2 separate regions of the Oryctolagus cuniculus genome follow, and region 2 is linked to region 1. The links are chromatin contacts, called in public Micro-C maps. All regions are on one chromosome and are shown on one strand. Each heading gives the region's core, a stretch centred on a gene start, on an enhancer-like site or on the middle of the called end of the contact. The rest is flanking DNA. Distances are from core to core; before and after follow the strand shown. Region 1 overlaps PIK3C2B (phosphatidylinositol-4-phosphate 3-kinase catalytic subunit type 2 beta). Region 2 holds the start of PIK3C2B (phosphatidylinositol-4-phosphate 3-kinase catalytic subunit type 2 beta).

The links. Hi-C and Micro-C count contacts between places; a contact is called where the count stands out from the background.
Region 2: a contact with region 1 is called in a Micro-C map of ear pinna, with 2.6 times the contacts expected there. The contact joins the promoter of PIK3C2B here to the enhancer-like site in region 1. A contact is called at or near these places in 3 of 6 Hi-C or Micro-C datasets (ear pinna, psoas muscle and an unstated tissue).

The regions. Positions count from the first base shown.
Region 1 is chr13:19,890,299-19,893,753 of mOryCun1.1, forward strand. PIK3C2B (phosphatidylinositol-4-phosphate 3-kinase catalytic subunit type 2 beta) reads right to left here. Exons shown (of 33, transcript XM_051821194.2): 14 at 3,103-3,214; 15 at 1,762-1,904. Among named protein-coding and RNA genes, the nearest start is that of PPP1R15B, 28 kb to the left of the region's middle. Within about 2 kb of position 1,498, at least 2 of the 8 cell types and tissues checked have an H3K27ac peak or open chromatin away from gene starts, as enhancers often do.
Region 2 is chr13:19,932,587-19,936,041 of mOryCun1.1, forward strand. PIK3C2B (phosphatidylinositol-4-phosphate 3-kinase catalytic subunit type 2 beta) reads right to left here and starts at 1,715. Exons shown (of 33, transcript XM_051821194.2): 1 at 1,695-1,715.

The DNA.
Region 1 (3,455 bases), core at 248-2,747:
GCAGGGTCTGGGCTGCTGAGCGCCTCCAGTGGCCACCTGTCAGGTTGGTTTTTTTCAACCTTTATTGCACACTCAGTAACTCACAACTTCACCTTCCAGGACTACAGACACAACATGAGCAGAAACACTAAAACAGAACAGTAACCTGGGTGAGAGAAAAGAAGGCACCGAGGGTCTGGGAAGGCTCAGAGGCTTGAAAATGTGGTCAAGCTAGGCATCGATGCTGTGGCATAGTGGGAGAGATGCTGCCTGTGACCCCCGCATCCCATATGGGCGCCAGTTCGAGTCCCAGCTGCTCCACTTCCAATCCAGCTCCCTGCTAATGCACCTGGGAAAGCAGCAGAAGGTGGCCCAAGTGCTTGGGCCCCTGCAACCACATGGGAGACACAGATGAAGCTCCTGGCTCCTGGCTTCGGTCTGGTCCAGCTCTGGCTGTTGCAGTAATTTGGGGAGTGAGCCAGCACATGGAAGATCCCCCCCCTCTCTCTTTCAAATAAATATTTAAAATAAATATTTTTAAAAAAGAAAATATGATCAAACTAATAATTTTTTTAAAAAATTATTCATCTGAAAGAACTACAGAGAGAGAGGAAGAGACACTGAGAAAGCTGACTGGATCAGGCCAAAGCCAGGAGCTTCTTCCAGGTTCTCCACGTGGGGTGCAGGGGCCCAAGTACCTGGGCCACCAGCAGAGGGCTGGAGCGGAAGTGGAGCAGCCGGGCCACAAACCGGTTCCCACACGGGATGCTGGCTTCGCACGTGGTGGCTTCACCCGCCATGCCACAGTGCCAGCCCCAAACCAATCTCTTGTTTCATGTAATAACCATACCCTTCGGTCATCATGCCTCCAGTTCTCCTTTTATGTGTGCCTCTGTTTCTGTTTTTGTCACTGCATATCTGCACCTCTCAACACCCCTGCTATAAGAGCTCGCTCCTGTGCTTTCTGGGAGAGCTTTTTAGCAATTTTCAAGTGCGGAAGTGCAGCTGGCAGCTGTGTAGGCCCTGAGCTCATCGGCCTGGCCTAGGATCAGGTGTCTGATGGGACGAGGGAGGAGCTGATGAAGCGAGGGGTCAGCAGAGAAGAGGGGGCAGAAATTTAGCAGTCGCTGGGCTCCCCCCGGGGTGGGACGGGAGGGAGGGAGAGGAACGCAGCTGCAGGTGTTTTCCCCCACCCACACCCAGCAGGTGCACGGGGCTCTGCAGGGGCCAGCAAGGTGGACGCTGAATTTAGAGTGCAGGCTGCGCAGGGGCCTCAACCACACCCGCCCATGCGGCTCTCCCATCTCAGCCCTCCTTCTCCAGTCCTGATGGAAGCAGCAGCCCGGAGGATGAGATCAGCCCTGGCTCACGCGAGAGCCGCCAGCTGGCCTTGACACCTGATCCTTTTTCGGAAAGTGACGGGGACAGAAATATGCCAAGCCTGTAGGCGTGGAAGGGGCAGGATGTGGGGGCAGGGAGGTGAGGATGGCCAATGCAAGCCGTCGATGGCACATCTGGGGTGTGGGTCACAGCTCAGGTCCTCTGAGGTGGCTGTGCCTGGCTCAGGCCCCCCAGTGGGGGAAGGCGCATTCCCGGGTCTAATTTCCGGACCTGACCTCTCTACTTGTCCTACTGTCAGCTCACTGAGAAAGGCCTGGGGCCGCACCGCTTCCTGCCTAGGTGGTGATGCCCCCCCCAGTACCCCAACTCGCACAGCAGGACAGGGGCCAGGGCCTGGCAGGTGGAGGTCAGAAGGACCGACGCAGACTCCCGGGGCCTCACCAGTACAGGGACTCCTTGCGCATGATGTCCTGGAGCTTCCGCTGGTCTTCCTCCCGGAGGCTCCCAAACTCATAGCGGGGGCTGAACTCGTCTCCAGGGGGGCTGGTGAACTTGATGTCAAAGGCCGAGGTGGGGAAGTCAATCTGGGGGCGGGGGATGAGAGAGGGGAGAGAAGAGACGGCATGAACGGGGCCCCCACTGGCTGGCTGCCCACTTTCCCGCCTTGCTCCCACCTCCCTTCCCCTCTGGCTCTGCATAAAACACATGACCCAGGTGGACTCGGGGAGCCCCAAACTCCCTTCCAGCAGGAACTGGGAAGGAAGCAAAAGAGGGGAAAAGAACCAGGGAGGAAGTGGCTGGGTTGAGACAGAGCCAGGGGAAGGGATGGGCCCCAGCCCAGAACCAGTGAGCAGCGGGGAGGAGGCAGGACCATGAGCTGGGTAAGGGCCCTACCAACCCTAGGGCCTGGGACACCAGATGTCCACCTGGCTACAGTGGGTTCAGAGCTCAGTGAGCCTCTTCTCCAAGGGTGTCCTACTTTCCCTCCTTCTGGAATTGCTGGTTGAACCCTAGCTCATGCCGGGCATTGTTCTAGGCCCTGGGCACAGGGCAGTGAGGGAGACAGACAAGGCTCCTGCCTTGGAGCAGCCGTTTGACCTAAGAGTTAGGAGGGTGCTCGGGACACCTGCACCCCCCTCGCAGTGCCTGTGCGAGTCCAGCTTCATGGCTAACGTGCACCCTGGGAGGCAGCTCAAGCAGTTGGGTTCTCAGCTCCCGGATCTGGCCTGGCCCGTTCCTAACCTTTGTGGGCATTTGAGTAGTGAGCCAGCAGACAGAAACTCTCTCTTTGGCCGTCTCTTAAATAAACTAACTAAATAAAATGAAAAACAGAAACCCGCCTCAGGCAGCTTTCATTTGATGCCATTTCGATTTCATTAAGGACTCTGATACTCCATGCTCTGTAGCAAAGACTCTCAGGACCACAGAAAGGGGAACCAGGAAGCAGGACCTGGACCTTGGACCTGGCCAGCTCTTCCTCCTCCCCTAGGACAATGGGTCCACCCTACAAAGCGCAGAGTGACTGGCCAGGGGGAGGGGGCAGCTGAGCCTTGATCACAAGGGTGAGGGGTCAATACAAGGGACTCCCCAGGATGGGGCAGGCCTCAGACCCTACATGCGGACTCCTTGAAACCAAAGGGAACCTGCAGGAGTTGGGAGCCGGGGACCCCCGAGCTTCTAACCACATTTACCCTGCGGCTCCCAGCACACCGTCCTCCCATGCTGAGTCCCAGGCCCCAGTGTAAGGGGGGAAGCCTGCAGCTGGCTCCAGCGGAGTCTCACCTGCAGGATGACACTGTCCGGCTGGTGGAAGTTAGGAGCGCTCCAACGGGCACTGGGGTTTTCCTGTGTCGCTGGCCACAAGCCCAGAAGCTTCCGGCCACAGGTCAGGACCCTAAGGAGGAGGGAGGGTGGCGCGTGCCAACAAACCCACCGGCTAAGCAGAGGGTCTCCCACCTGCTCCTCCAATCCCAAACCTGCTTCCTCTTTGGAAGCCACCACTGAACTCCCATCTCTCTCATTCGCCCCACAGACCACGGCCTCTGCCTCCTTCCACATCCTATGAAAGCCCGCCCCCTCCAGGAGGCACCACACCTGGTCTGCAGGCCTGGGGGCAGGGATACTCCCTGAGACGG
Region 2 (3,455 bases), core at 465-2,964, 43 kb after region 1:
CCTTCAGGAACTGAATTCGGTGCAAATTGCTTACATGTGCTTGGCCACATCCCAGACAGTCAGGTAGTTCAGACACAGAACCAGGGGTGGTGCTGGCCCAATTCTAGGAGCCGGGGTCGCTGCGTGTGAACGAATCCGGGGCCCTGCTGGCATCGGCCAGCCCAGGGCACAAAACTCCCCAACAGAGTTGAGAAAAAAATATCAGGGCAGCCAGAGACAATAGAAATTCCATCCCAGGCGTGACCGGTGCAGGGAAGCCACAAAGACCCCAAAAGGGGGTGGAAATAGACGGGGGAGGTTGGCTTGAAGGGGGAGGAGGGTAACAGATCCTTCTCTCTCTCCTCTCTCTTACACACACTCCCTCCAACCCCAGCTGGCCAGGGTGTGTGCGCTAACCTCATACATTTGTTAACCTCTTCCCACAACCCAGGAGCCTGCCAAGCCCCTGGGCTCAGCTCCCCAAGCCCATCCCACCCCACCCCAGCTTGGCAGTGTGCTCCGGCTTCCCCGAGCTTCAAAGCCACCGCTGTCGAGGGCTGAAAACGAGGGAGGAGGGCAGGCCAGGAGAGCAGCGCCTTCCCAGGGCGCAGGGACCTGGGGCGGAGGGTCCCTCTCCGGCTCCCTCTGCTGCAGTGCCCTTATATGGGAGAAGCCAGTTTTACCCTCTGTCTGGCGACTCCCCGGCCCAGATGCCGACTTTTCACACAGCGCACGGCTAGGCACCCCCTCTCAACCCCACACCCCACCCCGCCCCGCTCCGGGGCAGGTTTTTGCTTTTTAATCTCTCATCTTAAACAAACCGACAAACAAACCTCCAAGCCATTGGTTGGCTGCGATCGCCCCGCGCTGGGCGCCAGGAAGCGTGTTTGGCGAGAACGGAGTGGGGATGGGGGTGTCCGGAGCTGCAGAGGCCCCGAAGCGGCGGGCGCGGGGCGCGCAACCTGCCGGGCGCTGCGGGCTGGAGCCGGGGCTCTCCCCGCGCCCCCCGCTCGGCCCGCGGCCGGGAGCCCTCGCCGCTTCCATTGTTGCACCTCGGCTGTTGCCATGTTGGAGCGAGCGAGAGCCCCGGCCTCCGCTGCCTCCGCCGCCTCGGCTCCCGGGCGCTTTGCAGACCCGGGGCCGGCGCTCCCGGCCGGCTGCGCGTCCTACCTGCGCTCGGCGGCGGGCTCCGCGGCCAGACCCGACGGGTCGTGTGCTCGGCGACGTGGGCTCCGGGCGTCCCTTACAGCCGCGCGCCGCTTCCCGCCGGCTCCCCGGGCAGGGAGAGTGGCTTCGCGGGGCGCAGGGGCCGGCCGAGCGCGCGCGCGAGCCCGCCGTCAGGCTACTCCGGGCGAGACAATAGCGCGAGCGGCGGGCGAGCGGGGCGAAGCCATCTCCCGGACGCCCGGCGCACTGCACGGCGCCGCCAGGCCCGGCCAGCCCTGCCTGGACAGCAGCCGCCCGGCCGCCGGCCCCGCCGCAGCGCGAATCGGCCGCGAGCCGGAGGGCGGGGCGGCCGCGGGACCCGGGCCGCCGCCCCTCGGCCCGCCCTCCCCGCGGCTGGCGGCGCGCGGAGCTCCGCAGGGCCAGAGGCCGCCGCGGCCGCGGGCGGGAGGGGTTTGCGGCGGGGCGCTGCTTCCCCCTGCCGGACCCCCTGGGCAGGGAAGCCAGATGGCTCTGCTAGAAGTGACATGGGGACAGATCGGGTGCCCAACCTGGAGGCAGGCGTGCGTCGGGGAAGCTTCCAGCAGCCGACTCCGCGTGGGTCTCCCGCCTTACGGCCCCGGGGACAGCGGCAGACACCCCGAAGGGGAGCACGGGCGACGACCCCCGGCCCAGCCAGAGTAGAGGGACAAGCTGTCACGTTTACGTTTAAAAGGTGCCCTCCCTTGCTTGGAGCGGTGGTCTGTAGAATTTTCCCGAAGGCTCCACCCAGAAGAAACCGAGAGCTGGCCAACTCTTCTTTGCATTTGCTTTGCATAATACCCATGAAGTCTGAAATCACAGGACATTTCTCCCAGTGTCGACCTTGTTCCCCGCCCCCCCAGCCGCCAGACACCAGGGTCTCTGCAGCCTCTTCAGGTACCCAGAGCTGGAGCCTGTGCAGCCCTCAGATGCCCACTGGCCCTGCCAGGGTTCCCATGGAAACAGCTGCCCGGTTCCCCCTTCCCTCAACTCCAGGAAATATTTGTGAAGATGCTGCTATTCCGGTCTGTCTTGGGTTCACCAGAGTTTAAAAACAGAGAAGTCTCAGCAAGGCCTTTAAAAAAAAAAAAAAAAAAACACCTGGGGCCTTCCACATTCTCTTTGCTGATAGCAAACTCTGCAGCATACCCAGAGGTAACTCTCCAGGAGACGCGGTTGTAAGTCATCCTAGCACACTGGAGTCATAGGACAGAAAGAGCCAGCACCCAGGAAGGGCAGGACTGGTAACCGGCAAGGAATCTGAGTAGCTAGAGGAAGTCCCAGCCAGGGCAGAAAGCCATACAGAAAGTGAGTTCTTTCTCAGGCTATTGTTTGGTTCTCATGGGTAAGTTGAAATCTGGGCAAAATAAAAAGGGACTGACAGCAGGTGACCCTGGGTGAGGCAGGAGGAGGAGGAGAAGCCATAGGGCAGGGCCCTGGGGTTGAGTTTGTGTGCGTCTCCTCTGCTGCGTGACCTTGGCTGGGCCACTTCACTCTCCCAACACAGAGGGCAACGCGGGCCTCACCTCTCACCTACCACTCAGGGCTGCGGTGGAAACGAAAGCACAGGGTGCAGGTGTGAGGTTTGGAGCCTAATGTGAGTGTCGGCCAAGGCCCAAGTGTTCCAGTCTCTATCCCCAGCGTCTTAGTGTGAATGGATTAAGGATGAAACTTAATGGAATTATGGTGTCTGAAGGTGGGGCCTTGGCAAGTGATTACAGCTGGATTACGTTGTTAAGGTGAGCCCCTGCGATCCAATCTATGTGGCTGTGGAGAGACGCACAGTGGGCACTTGCATCTGTTAAGACACCTGCACCCCTATCAGGGCGCTTGGGTTTGAGTCCTGTCTCTGCTTGTGATCCAGCTTCCTGGGAGGCAGCAAGTGATAGCTCAGGGACTTAGGTCCCTGCCACCCACGTGGGAGACCTGGATGAAGCTCCAGGCTTTGGGCTGGCCCAGCTCTGGCCATTGTGGCCATCTGGGGAATGAACCAGTAGGTGGAAGATCTCGCTCCCTCTCTCTCTGATACTCTGCCTTTCAAATAAATAAGCAAATCTGTTTTTTTTTTTTTTTCCAGTGGAAAAATACAGTTAGTGAAGCATCGTGATGACTGTAGTGGCCTGGTCTGCTCATGTACCCTCATGCTCTTCCTGCCCTGTCTGCTTACTCACGCTTGAACACGTTTACGACAGCTTACTGTAACTGTCATCAGGCCCATCTCAGCAGCCAGAGGGAACACAGTGGTATAGGGGTCATGGGTGGGTCCTCATTGCTGGAGGGGGAGGCCTTGG